2 separate regions of the Mus musculus genome follow, and region 1 is linked to region 2. The links are chromatin contacts, called in public promoter capture Hi-C maps. All regions are on one chromosome and are shown on one strand. Each heading gives the region's core, a stretch centred on a gene start, on an enhancer-like site or on the middle of the called end of the contact. The rest is flanking DNA. Distances are from core to core; before and after follow the strand shown.

Region 1 (3,624 bases), core at 116-2,615, 350 kb after region 2:
CATGGCACACGGGATACAGAACCTGATCAATGCCATCAGAATGATTCACAGTGTGTCGAGGTATTATAATACATCAGAGAGGATGACGTCATTATTCATCAAGGTGAGCGCCTTTGTCTTCGTAGTCATAGTCCTAGTCTTAGTCGGCAGTGGCAGCTGCGGCGGCAGTGGTGTGGTGGTGTGTGTGTTTGATGTTGGCATGCCACAGCAGCCCGGGGAGGTCAGAGGATACTTTGTAGGGTCTGTTCTGTTCTACCTCTCCCTGTGTTCCTGGGAATGAACCCAGGTTGCCTGGCTTGTGAGGCAAGTGCCTTGACTTGCTGAGCCATCTTACCAGCCCACCATGGCGAGTTCTCTCCCTCCCGCTCCCTCTCCCCCTCTGCCCAGGATGTTTCCCAGGCTGGTCTCAAATTCTTTTATGTTGTGGAGGGCAGATGACCTTGAACCTCTGATGCCCCTGCCTCTATCTCCTGAGGTTCACCTGTCTGAAGTGATGGAACCCAAGGTTTTGAGCATGCAGGGCAAGCATTGATCTGTAGTCCTCCACTCAACCATCTTTTTCCCTTTTTAAAAAAAAAAAAATTTTTTTATGTGCATCTGTGTTTTGCCTGTATATGCATTCTGTGTTTTGCATTTGTACGTGCCTTAGTGAGGATGTTGGGTCCTGGAACTGGAGTTGCAGACAGCTGTGAGCTGCCACATGGGTGCTGGGAATTGAACCCCGGTCCTTTGGAAGAACAGTCAGTGCTCTTAACTGCTGAGCCAACTCTCTAACCCTCTCCTGTAACCTTTTTAAGTGGCTGTCATTCATTACTTTGGACTAGGTCAGGACTTAAATGGAAGTGTACTAGACAAATAGAAAATGTGTTTGACTTTGGGAGTCATGACCCCAGGGACAGTGACATAATTGCAGTAGGTAAATGTTTTGGGTTTTCTTTATTTTGATTTCATTTGTGTTTTGTTTGTTGTTGTTTTTAATTTTGTGACTTATGTACTCCACAAATTAATTATTTATCGCATGTATTATGCTTTTAAACGCCATTCACCTATAGCCACTTTGTACCTACCTTTATTTTAGGTGACAAATCAGATGGTAACAGCCTGCAAAGCATACATTACTGACGGCGGAACAAACCATGTGTGGGACCAGGAAACGCCAGCTGTACTAAAAAAAATCCAGGTTTGTAAAAGCGTTTCATTTTTCATAAAGCAAAGCTCTCAACTGGCAGCTCAATCTTGTTCCCTTTGTTCATTCATGAAACCGTGCTCCCTCGGAAGCCGTCACGGAGTAGTGTGGGAATATAAAAGAGGATTGTCATAGTTCACTCTGGTGGAGTCAGAGAGCTGGCTCAGTGGTAGAGAGCGCCGTGAGAATCCGGAACCCTTTGGCTCTGTAGGCGCCTGCACGCATGCGCAATGCTCCCTTCCCCTGGACGACTCAAAGTAACAAAGTATTTTATAAGTCAACAATGAGAAGAGCAAGTTAAAGTAGCAGGAGAAGTGAAAAAACTAACTGAAGTGGGCTCTGACTGGCAGGTGTGCAGTGTTGGACAGCAACACTAACCAGCCCAGAAGAGACCCGGGCAGATGCCCCTCCCCCTGCCCCGCCCCCAGTAGCCTTAGACAAGTACCTGTGCTCAAATTACAGAAGGAAAATAGGAAGCTGAGGCACTTATTCTAGAAGTGTGGAGAAACTGGGCTAAGGATGTAGCTGGATTGGTAGAAAGCTTACTAAGCGTGCATAAACCTCTGGGCCTCCTCTCTGGCATCCCATAAAAGAGGCCTGGAGGCACATCGCTGTTGCCCTAGTGTGGGGTTGGTAGAGATGGGAACATTGGGAATTCAAGGTCAACTTTGGCTACACAGGGAGCTTGAGGCCACCCTGGGCTACATGGGATTCCTGTTCTCAAACAACAGCAACAGAAGGTGAAGAAATGGATGGGCAAAGGGAAAAATAGTTGTGAGGAGGACTCATCTGCCGTTATTCATTGAGGTTGTAGCTATCTCTTCTCCTGCATACATTCACGTGGGACTTGATTGTCAGTCCTGAGAAGCACAGATTCTTTTCCTGGGATCAAGAGCACTAACAGACAAAGAGAAGAACCATCAAACACCGAGAAGCAAAACAGCTCTCAGTAACTTAAGGAATGAGCTCAGGGGCCTCAAGCAACAGGGAGCTACCTTCAGGGAGACATGAACATCTGGACACAGCTTTCTCCCTTTGACAGCAGAGCACAAGCGTTTGGAAGATGCTTTGAAATGTGTCCAGAGACTACACCTAACAAGTGGAGACAAAAACAAAACAAAACAAAACAAAAAAAACCTAACTAGATAAAAAATAAAATAAAAATAAATAAATAAATAAAAGAAACTGCACGTGCCAGGACAGGATCATTTATCCGAAGGGAAGATGAGCTGAGCCAGGGAAGGCTCAGAGTGCCAGAGTGAGCAAAGAAAAAAGTCTCAGAAAAAAACAAACCTAGAAGTGCCCCGGAACCAGTGCAAAGGGCAAGGACAGCCAAGAAATAGGGAATGGCTCTTAGTCAGGGTTCCATTGTGGCTTCGAGACACCGTGACCACGTGTCTCGGAAAGGACATTTAACTGGGGCTGGCCTACAGGTTCAGAGGTTCAGTCCATTATCCAGGCAGGAACATGGCAGCATCCAAGCAGGCATGATGCTGGAGGAGCTGAGAGTTCTACAGCTTCATCTGAAGGCTGCTAATGGAAGACTGGCTTCCAGGCAGCTAGGATGAGGGTCTTAAAGCCCACATCCACAGTGACACACCTACTCCAACAAGGCCATACTTTCTAATAGTGACACTCCCTGGGCTGAGCATAGACAAACCATAACAGTATCTTCTCCCAACTTCTTGTTTTTTTTTTGTTTTTTTTTTTTTTTTTTAATGATCCACTAAGTCCATTTAATACACTGGTATGGGACTGTCCCCAGGAGCTGAGAATCCCACTTGTAGCCAAAGCCTTCTGAAAGAAGGACATTCCACACCTACAAGCATAATCTGTCAGCAATAAGAGGGGGGGCCTGGAGCTCACCCTCCTCATCCAAGCCTGATGTCTGGCTGGCTCGATCTCGTGCAGGTCCTACTCAGGGAACTGCAGCGGCCAAGAGTTAATAAATACAACAGCTGTGTTATGTCCAGAAAACAACATGTCGCAGCCCTCCAAACCCTCTTCCCGCTCTGACATCCTTCTTCGTCTTCCTCCTCCCTCAGTATTCCCAATCCTTGGTTGGGGAGGGGGTGTTGCTAGGTGTCCCCTTGTCCCCTTGAGTGCTGAGCACCCAGTCTCTCATTTTCAACATTCTGGCCAGCTGTTTTAGTCAAGGTTTCTATTCCTGGACAAAACATCATAAATAAGAAGTAAGTTGGGGAGGAAAGGGTTTATTCAACTTACACTTTTACATTGCTGTTCATCATCAAAGGAAGTCAGGACAGGAACTCAAGCAGTTCATGACGAAGGAGCTGGAGCTGATGCAGAGGCCGTGGAGGGATGTTACTTTCTGGTTTGTTTGCTTGCTTATAGAACCCAAGACTATCAGCCCAGGGATGGCACCACCCACAATGGGCCCTCCCACCTTGATTACCATCTGAGAAAATGCCCCACAG
Region 2 (3,659 bases), core at 489-2,988:
TGCCAGAGAGAGACAACCTCTGCTCCGAGAGGTTTTCCGTACTGCTAGCCTGGAAAAATACCCAGCACACAACAGTCACTGGAACTGCACAGGAGGGTGTCGTGCTGTGCATGTGCTGTAAGATTTGCAGGGATTATTTTTCCTTATGTCTTGGAAGATACTGAAACCAACGAATGTCCTTGTTCCACGTTACTGGATTAAGTAGCTTGTCAGATCACAATCTTGTGACCAGAGAGTAGAGATGTCCTATTGGGGAGTAGCTTTTTACCCTGCTCAGGGAACAAGAATGTGCAAAAGCCTCAGAAAAGCCCCACAGATGCAGAAGTTTAATGCTCTTGTTAGGAAGTTATTATTATGTCTAACTACCCTTTAATAACCTGGTAGCTTGTCTCTAAGCTGGAGACTGCATCTGGTTCTGAATTCAACAAGTTTAAGTTAGATTGGTTCTAGGATTACAAATAGCCCTCAAGTCTTAAAATGTGAGAATGTTTCTCTTTTTTCTTTCTTTGTGTGTGTGTGTGTGTGTGTGTGTGTGTGTGTGTGTGGTTTTACGAGACAGGGTTTCTCTATGTAGCCCTGGCTGTCCTGGAACTCACTCTGTAGACCAGGCTGGCCTCCAACTCAGAGATCAGCCTGCCTCTGCCTCACGAGTGTTGGGATTAAAGGTAAGCGCCACCATGCCTGGCTTGTGAGAATGTTTCTTAAAATGTGAGAATGCATCACTGACTATAATATTTAAGCTTTCACTAAAAGTTGAAGCAATAGTGAAGAATTCAAATGTCACATGGGCTCCAGACATTACAGAGAAGCCACTCTGTATCTGCTTCCTGCATAGCCTCTTGAGGCCTAGAGAGAAGGCTCACAGGAACAGTGGGTTCTCAGAGGCTGTGGCCCCCTGTTGCCCTGGATGGCCTAGCAGAGAGGGATCTTGGGAGAACACAACTGGCCCGAGGAGAGAGGAGTGGGTCAGGGTAGGACAGCTTCTGACCACAGGGCTCTTTCACCAAGCCCCAGGGCATGGCCAAGGGAACAGCTTGTCTCTCAAGCCTCTCAGTGTTCAACTCAGGCACTATCAGAGCCATGGAGCTGAGGTGATGGTACACTGGGTTGGGGGGGGGGGCGGGTGTGCACTACTGGGAACGTGGGGAACATGGCTGCCCAGCTCCCAGGCTAGCCTAACACTCTCTCAGCACAAGGGTTGGAGGTACCAGAAAATGCCATGCCGAACCCACAGTTCACATGGCATTCTGGAGCCAAGGTTAATCTACACGGAGGAAATAAATGATGCTATGGCTTTTGTAAATTTAGAGTGTGGTTTTAAAAAGGTTTGTCTGAAATAGAATAAAACTTATCTTCCACTGCTCTTTAGTAGCCTATAGTCAGTGCTTGGGAGTATACAAAATAAACACAGCATTTTAAAATGACATTCTAATCCTTTTACATCTGTTAGGAAGATCTTGGTTCTGCATTCTAGCCCTCCCCAGCTCAGGTCTCCATACTTCAGGGAGAAATGGCAATTCCCCACCCACTCCACCTGCCCTATCTTCTGCTACAACAGGCAAAGGCTAGAGAGCAGAGACCCCCCCAAACTAATTGTGACTGTGAGTCCAGCTTTCTAGGCAATCTTAAGGAAGCCATTTAACCATCCTCGACTTCAATTCTCTATTGTGTGACAAGGAGAGCTGCCCCCTCTTTCTCTCCACCTTCTGTGACACTAGCTGCTCAGTTCGGTGAGGTTTGAGTTTCAGTTTCAAATGAGCTCTTCATGTCGTCCTTCCCTAGTAACCAAGAGCCAGGTCTTCCCTAAGGAATGGTGGGTAGGCCTGGGATTTCAAATCCGAGTCATACAAGGAGATCTGTGTGCTCAGGAGACACCACCTTGCGATTGTAAAAGGATTGGGGAAAGGAAGGAAGAGCCAATAACAATTCTACTGACCTGCAAAAAACTATTAGCACCTGCTAGTGTAATATGCAGCCGGCAGTTTCAGAATAACCGAGAAAGCAGTTCCCTCTGGTCGATATTTGCTGGGGACAGCAATTTCTGACCTACTGAATCAGATCAAGATCATCTGAGTCATTAGAGCAGAGACGTCTTTGTGCTCACGGTCCAGGGCCGAGCAGTCTCTTTTCCTTAAACAAAAGCTTCTGCCCATAGCTGCCTTCCGGGCTGGTTCTGCTTCAAGGTTCCAAGGGCTATCACAACGCAAGGAGTAAATCAAAACTCATTTAAAAAACAAGTCACAGCTGTAAGTGGGCTTACACTTTATCAGCAGTAAGCGACTGTGAGCGAGCGACAAATGCCAGGTGGCTGTCCCACTATTCTTAGGAGAAACAGGAGAAGAGAGGATCAGAAAGAGAGAGGGGAGAAGAGGAAAGGTCCCTCAAGTATTTAGATGGTCTTCAAATGTTCATCATTTCCTTGGGGTGTGCTCGTTGCCAAGCTGACAGATGTTGCAGGAAACCTGCACTGTTCTGAAGAAAGGCTAACCTTTCAAAAGTGGAAGGAGGCGGGGGAAGCCCACCGCTCAGCGAAGAGATGACATTAAACTGGCCAGTAAAGCACCCTTGGCGTGCTGGATCGGAAAGGTGGTGTGATAACCCTGCCACAGAGGACTGGCCTGGGAGACAGCTCATCTTACTATGACTTGCCTTACTCAGAGTGCAAACTGGTCTTTAACCTAAATATTATAATGTCCAAGGCAGTCCAAAGGCTGCTTATTATGGTTTCAAACCGTCATGTCCCTAAGTGATAAGATGCACAGCATTCCTCTGGGGAGTCATGGATAGACCATATGCCTCTCCCCCAGACTCATGCCCACATGCCTTCCCATTCATTCTTCCTTGTCACACTTCACATATACACACATTTGTGCATATATGTATGTATGTGTACACCAAACACACACAGACATACGTGTGCATGTATGCGGTTTTTCAGAGCAGACTTCACAACTGGGTGCAAACTTGCATCGCTCTTCTGTAGTCTAGATCCTTGACATTTCATAAAGAAAGCCACCCAATGGAGGGCTGAGAAGGCTGAGCATTAACTTATGATACGAAGTAGGCTTTGCAAAGCCTAGTCCATTCGAACAAAGCAGCAGCAAGCAAGCACACGCCGGCGCTGCAGCTCTCCTCGCTGTGCGCCCAGTGTCCACACGGCAGAGCCAGCCGTCCTCTTCCTGAGGAGGATGCACCTCTTCTTAGCTCGAAGCTCTAAGCCTCCTGCTCAAAACGCACATGTTCCTGATCGTCACTGCGACTGCTCATCATTTCTCCTGTGCCCTAGTTTCACCTGATGTTTTGTGGGCTTTGCTGAGGGGTGACTCACCCAGTGTCTTCCCATGGAAGGCAGGCAGATTAACTAATCTATCTATTTAGAGATTAACAGTAATGGGACACAAGGAAAATTATACCTCCAGCCTGAAAAACCTGCAATTGCAGAACCATTTCAGAGAAGAACACCTCCATTTATATCAATTATCTTGTTTATCAAAGACAATGGCCTGCCGGCTGCCAGCAAAGAGGTTCAGGGTGTGCAGAGAGGAATAACAGGGCCTCGGAACTAGAGGCTGATAGCCATTTGCCACTTCACTTGGGGAGGTGACGCTCACTGTGACTGTTGTATAACTTTCCCACATTAACTTTGAAATGTCAGAAGC

Evidence for each region. Capture Hi-C pulls out chosen DNA fragments and counts their contacts.
Region 1: a contact with region 2 is called in a promoter capture Hi-C map of pancreatic islet. The contact joins two enhancer-like sites. A contact is called at or near these places in 2 of 39 promoter capture datasets (pre-B cells and stem cell-derived epiblast-like cells), 1 of 484 Hi-C or Micro-C datasets (the HL-1 cell line), 1 of 115 datasets of contacts at active chromatin or transcription factors (bone marrow-derived macrophages) and 2 of 9 other capture datasets (adipose tissue and pancreatic islet).

Annotation. Positions count from the first base shown.
Region 1 is chr17:30,656,891-30,660,514 of GRCm38.p6, forward strand. Dnah8 (dynein, axonemal, heavy chain 8) reads left to right here. Exons shown (of 93, transcript NM_013811.3): 10 at 1-103; 11 at 1,079-1,180. Among named protein-coding and RNA genes, the nearest start is that of Dnah8, 32 kb to the left of the region's middle. Within about 2 kb of position 1,366, at least 105 of the 459 cell types and tissues checked have an H3K27ac peak or open chromatin away from gene starts, as enhancers often do. A contact at or near this core is called in pancreatic islet, where this site is marked.
Region 2 is chr17:30,305,338-30,308,996 of GRCm38.p6, forward strand. The region is part of intron 7 of Btbd9 (BTB (POZ) domain containing 9); the gene reads right to left. Among named protein-coding and RNA genes, the nearest start is that of Btbd9, 270 kb to the right of the region's middle. Within about 2 kb of position 1,739, at least 13 of the 459 cell types and tissues checked have an H3K27ac peak or open chromatin away from gene starts, as enhancers often do. A contact at or near this core is called in pancreatic islet, where this site is marked.